Regions from separate parts of the Mus musculus genome. Here region 1 is linked to region 2. A link is a contact called in public promoter capture Hi-C data. All regions are on one chromosome and are shown on one strand. The core of a region is the stretch at or near the end of the contact, and the rest is flanking DNA. Distances in the headings are between cores, read along the strand shown. Region 1 holds the start of Mpv17l2 (MPV17 mitochondrial membrane protein-like 2). Region 2 holds the start of Isyna1 (myo-inositol 1-phosphate synthase A1).

Region 1 (2,700 bases), core at 52-2,551, 170 kb before region 2:
CATTCTGGGTCGGGGGAATCTTTTCACCTCAGCTAACAGTCTAGACCAGCTGCTCTCACCCTGTGAGTCCACACCCCTTGGGGGAGGTCAGACAACCCTTTCACAGCGGTCACATATCAGATATTTACAAATCATAACAGTAGCAAAATTACCTAACAACAAAACGTTATAGTCGGGGGTCAGCACAGCATGAGGAACTATATTAAAAGGTCATAGCATCAGGAAGGTTGAGAACCACTTTTCTAGACCAACCATCTCATATGCCCCCGGGGTTGTCTTCAAGGTGACTCTAGATCCTGTCTGATTGACAGAATTGACCTTCACACCTAAAGATGCCAAGGACCAGTTACCAATGAGTCCTCTGTCCAGGAAATGCAGAACCAATCCTGTCACTAGTTTAGTGAAGCCAGGATAGGCCAGGGGAGGAATGAAGACTGGAAGGATGGGATGTGTAGAGTCTATATAATGAGGATAGGCATTTTAGAATTGGGCTTTGAAGAATGAATAGGAGTTCCTTAGGCAGAACAGAAATTCATGGATAAACACGTAACTATAAAACCTATGATGGGGCAGAGACTTAAAGGGGGGTCGGGAGCATGTGTTTACTGTAGGAAATAAATAAGACTTTCCTGGAAAAGGCAGGTGAGATACTCGAAAACCTGGGCATCGGACAACAGTTTAGTGGCTTGTCTTGTGTATGGTTAAAGAATAAAGGAAGTAAGGATGTTTGTTTCCAGAGTGACACAAAGTTGCTGTGAAGAGATCAATACATGAATTTTGCATAATGAACTCCTATTCAGTCTTCGAAACGCAGAGGTGTGGCGCGGCGGTGGAGGCTGTAGCCTGGGCTGTATGAGCATAGGTCTCAAATAGCTGAGGTTAGACCGGTGTCTATGAACTTGCCTGAGCAGCTTCGCTGGCACAGGAGAGGTCACGCCAAGGTCAAGTCCAGCAGCTTTGCTAATGCCCCTCGCCCCGCCCATTCCCAGGAAGCTTTGTGGGCGAGGCGGCGAGGCGAGAGGCAGCCACCTACCATTGGTCAGCTCGGCTCAGGGGTGGGAGGCCCGCGAGACTCATGTGCGCTTGCCCATTGGTCCGCTGAGAGCAGAAAAGTGGGTAAAGCAAAATAGGACTTCCCGTGTTCGGCGTGAGCGGCCTGCCGCAACGCTTGAGGACGATTGGTCACTTCCTTTGAGAGGCGGAGCTTTGGGGTTTTGGATTGGTCCGTTCTGAATAGGGCGGTTCTTCGGCGGGGCATGTGATTGGCGCGGGCCCGGCGCTCGGCTGCCGCGGCTCCCTGGTGTCTGTAGCGGCGATGGCTCTGGGAGGCTGGCGCTGGGCTCGCAAGGCGTTGGCTGCGGGGCGCCCGCTGTTCCAGGGCCGCGCGCTGCTCCTCACCAACACACTGGGCTGCGGCGTGCTCATGGCCGCGGGCGATGGCGCGCGACAGGTCTGGGAAGTGCGCGCGCGGCCTGGACAGAGATTCAGCGCGCGGCGCTCAGGTGAGAGGGACCTGTGCGCGAACGAGAGGGACCCCCAGAGACCGAGCGGTCACCTGGACCGGGCACCCACCTTCCTGGGGCCTGTCAATCACTCTGGGACCTGGCACCCACTCTGATGGGTCCTGTCAGTCTCTCTGCACCTCGCCAGGAGGTTCTGCCATTGACTCTCCCTGTCCCGCAGCCAGCATGTTCGCCGTGGGCTGCAGCATGGGCCCCTTCCTACACTTCTGGTATCTGTGGTTGGACCGCCTCCTCCCCGCGTCGGGCCTACGAAGCCTCCCGAGTGTGATGAAGAAGGTGCTAGTGGATCAAACGGTGGCATCTCCCATTCTGGGCGTCTGGTACTTCCTGGGTAAGGAGCAGCAGGACTTTGAGAACTCAGAAGTTGTGATGGGCAGAGCCTGGTTTGTGCTTAGGGGAGTGCTGACGGGGCTTCTCTTCTATTTTTTCCCTCCCCCCCCCCAAGGTTTCTTTGTGTAGACCTTGCTGCCCTGGAGGAACTTGCTCTGAAGACCAGGCTGGTGTCAAACTCACATAGATCCACCTGCCTCTGCCTCCCGAGTACTGGGATTGCTTTGTTCTAGGAGGCATCATGTACTCTCGCTGCCTTGAGTTTGCTACCAACTGGTCAGTAGCCCAGTTTCCTGTCCCCATTTTGAGACAGAGACTCACATGTAGTCCCAACTGGCCTGAACATCTCTTTGTAGACCAGGCTGATTGTGCCTGCCTCGCCTCCCTGAGTGCTAGCATTAATGTGTGTCACCACTCCCAACTTTCTAAAATCCTAACCAAAAGGAGTCTGGGCCAGAAAGGGTTTTTCAGCCACAGTTGTGGGGAAACCAGGCAGGAACTATACACAGCTAGTCACATCTCAGCCAGAGAGAACTGCATGATTTCTTGCTTTGTTCAGACTATTTTACCACTCATGAGCAGTCCAGGACCCTGGGTCTTCCCACATCAACTAACTTAATTACATAAGCCTATACAAGCATCCCACAGGCCAATGCATGTAGACAGCCCCCGGAGACTATCCGATAACTCTAGGCTAAGTCAAATTGACAAAGGTACCTGTTAACACAGCGATGGGGCTCGTGATCTAGGCTCACGCATTTATGTTTTCATAAGTAACTCAGGCTCCCTCACACCAACCTCTCATTTTCCTGGACCTGCCTGCTGCTCTGCCTGAGACCTGCCCTGC
Region 2 (2,700 bases), core at 132-2,631:
CGCACACCTGGATAGTATGTAGCAAGTTTTCTGCTGTGTCATTGCGACCTGGGACCACCTCGCAGAAGCGCTCCGTATTGGCGGTCCACAGCACGATGACCTTATCCAATCCCGCACTGGATCGGAAATCTCTAATGTCCTTTCGGATTTGCTCCAACTGGGAAAGGAAGGAGGAAGATTAGGTGGAGGTTGTCTTAAGTTGTCCGGAGGCTTGGGCCCCGGGGTATAGGAATTATTGCCAAAGGGAGAGACCATGTGGCCATGTAACAGGTGACAGTAAGGCCTGGGAGTGGGTCGAGGACCCCACCTGTTGGGCACGTGTGCCAGGGATGAGGTTGTCCGCACGTGCTGTCTGGTTGGCAGCGATGAACTCAGGAATGTAGACTGAGGGCCGCGGACGCAGGCTCTCCATGTGGGGCCACAGCTGTTCCTGCAGACCGCAGTCCAGGACCTGCGCGCGCCGCATGGCCTCGGCCAGGTTCAGCGACGAGATATCCCAGCCTGGGTTGCGGGGACCCTTAACACAGGACCCATCCCGTACCCTGGGCCCTCCCACACTTAACCCCATCCCGTCCCGAGGCTTTGCCCACCATCAAACACCAGGTCGTTGGGGGCCACCATGGGTAGCAGCGCACTGAAGGGCACAAACACCTCCCGGCCGTTCTCATCCAGACCCAAGTTCACGGTGCCCGCCTGGGTCAACGATCCATAATAGTTTGCCTCCTGGGAAGGGAGGGGGTGCGGCAAGCAGAGCAGGGTGTTGAGGGGCTGAGGGGTCCGGCTTGCTGAGACGCGCTAGTCCAACAAGCCACGCCCCTCCCCCAGTTCTGCTCGCCACACCCCCACCCCGTATTCTCCTAGTAGCCACGGCCCCCACCTTGCGACCTGTGCGCGTGGGCCAGGTTAGGCGCAGCCGATTGGCCAGAACAGCAGCAGTGAGCGTGGAGCCGTTGTTCCCGCCCCAGCCGACCAACATGACCCCGAGTCGGGGCACCTGCCGGGCGGTGCGGAAGGTGAAACGCGTAGCCCTGGGCTGCACCTAAGGAAGAGTTGGGAGTGAGTCGCGGGACCTCGGGTTCCCAGTGTCCTCCGCCGCCCGCGCCCCGCGCGCACCCGCAGCACGCCGCCCTCGCGGCTGACGCGCGTTGTCCGGTACTCGTAGCGCGCCTCGATGGTTTCGGGGCTGTAGACCACGTCCGGGCTATCCACGAGGATCTCGGCGGCGGGCTCCATCGTGGCGAGCTGTGGGCCAGAGCCAGTGAGCGCGGAATCACCACCCGAGAGCCAACCTTACGGCCTAGGATAGGTTCGTACTTACCGGCCCAGAGTTGGATCAGACTGCGGCAGCGGACAGCGTGGGCCCGAGGGCTCTGGGGCAGCGAAGAAAAACGCCGATGCCACGCCTCGACCACGCCCCTGATGGGCGTGACTTGCGACCAGGGTTCTGGGTGCTCTAAACCCAGGTAGCCGGAAGGAGTCTCAGGCGCGAGCGTCTTGCGCGTTACCTCGCTGCGCACCCTTGTACCACCAGGCAGCCAATGAGCGATGGCCACCGACAGGGAGGTGGGGCATGTCTGGTCGAGGGGCTTTTTGGGGGGGGGGGGGGTCTCAGAGCTGCTCGGCTGTCTGTCCCGCCCTCTCCCAGTCCTCCAGCTGCGATCACTGGCCTGATGGCCCTGCCCAGAGGAGGAGACAGAATGGGCAGGTCTACGCGGCCTCCCCCTGGGTAGGCACAGTGATAAGGAACATGGGAACTCGGCAGGCAGGCGGGGGAGGTGCCCCCAGAACTTTCCAAAACAAGTGGCCTCCTCCTAGCGGAAACTTTCCACAGCTGGAGCTGTGCCAAAAAGGTGGATTGTCCGAAATGTCTGCACGAAAATAAGAGGGGGCCCGCTCTGTGGGTGTCAAGACTTTATTTGCCGTTGCTAACACGAACCAGCCCAACTGAACTCATCCCGGTGAAGAGACTCAGGCAGGGTTCCCAGAGGAGGGGACTGTTGGGGATCGTTTTGATGTATGAAGGGGAGATTGTCATGGGAGAACTACAGGCGGAACCCGCTACACCCCCTAAAGTAAAGCTCCGGGGAGGGTCTCAGATGCAAGGGCTGAGGAGCACCATGGGGAAATGGGTTGTGCTTTAGATTGCTGCCCACTTTCTGTCCTCTTGTGGTGTGCCACAGTAGAAATGGCAGATTGTTTATCTCTTTTAGGTAATGAAACTGTCTGGTGGCCAATATCGGTCATCTCAGCATTTGGGAGGTTGAGGCAGAAAGACTGCACTGGGACATTCATTTTGCAAGGGGCTCGGGGCTGGGAGCAAGGCCGAGTCCCCAAAAGGGCCCTTCCCGGGAGGACATCCTTGACCAGGGTGGGGTTGGGGTCGCTGTAGCAGACTGCTCTGGTTGGGAGGTGCGTGGGGACAAGGGTTAGCCCTGGGCTCTGGGAAGGCGATGGAAGAGCATGGTCAAGCTGTTCCTAGGTAGTGAGTACACAGCGGCCCACAGGGTGCCTGACTCTCCTTCCACCCCCTCAGCTGCCTCAGAACTGTCAGAAGTCTGGCCAAGGCCTCAAGGGAGTCCTACTGACCCCAGCCCTCCCTCACAGGCTGCCTTTGACTTTTCCCTTTGAAAACAAACATGCTGCCTCTGACGCATGCCCAGCCTGTGCTTTCTGCTTGGAGCCAGGGGCTGATGGTGGCCA

Evidence for each region. Capture Hi-C pulls out chosen DNA fragments and counts their contacts.
Region 1: a contact with region 2 is called in a promoter capture Hi-C map of liver. The contact joins the promoter of Mpv17l2 here to the promoter of Isyna1 in region 2. A contact is called at or near these places in 13 of 39 promoter capture datasets (the C10 cell line, cranial neural crest, embryonic stem cells and 6 more), 1 of 15 datasets of contacts at CTCF or cohesin (embryonic stem cells), 16 of 484 Hi-C or Micro-C datasets (B cells, CD4 T cells, CD8 T cells and 6 more), 12 of 115 datasets of contacts at active chromatin or transcription factors (CD8 T cells, the SCID.adh cell line, embryonic stem cells and 3 more) and 4 of 9 other capture datasets (adipose tissue, embryonic stem cells, liver and 1 more).

The regions. Positions count from the first base shown.
Region 1 is chr8:70,759,522-70,762,221 of GRCm38.p6, reverse strand. It overlaps Mpv17l2 (MPV17 mitochondrial membrane protein-like 2), which reads left to right and starts at 1,301. Exons shown (of 5, transcript NM_183170.2): 1 at 1,301-1,502; 2 at 1,684-1,854. The coding sequence starts at 1,316. 6330537M06Rik (a long non-coding RNA gene) reads right to left here and starts at 1,107. Exons shown (of 2, transcript XR_003947402.1): 1 at 1,034-1,107.
Region 2 is chr8:70,593,162-70,595,861 of GRCm38.p6, reverse strand. Isyna1 (myo-inositol 1-phosphate synthase A1) reads right to left here and starts at 1,381. Exons shown (of 11, transcript NM_023627.1): 1 at 1,319-1,381; 2 at 1,114-1,242; 3 at 878-1,039; 4 at 591-723; 5 at 308-501; 6 at 8-157. The coding sequence starts at 1,233.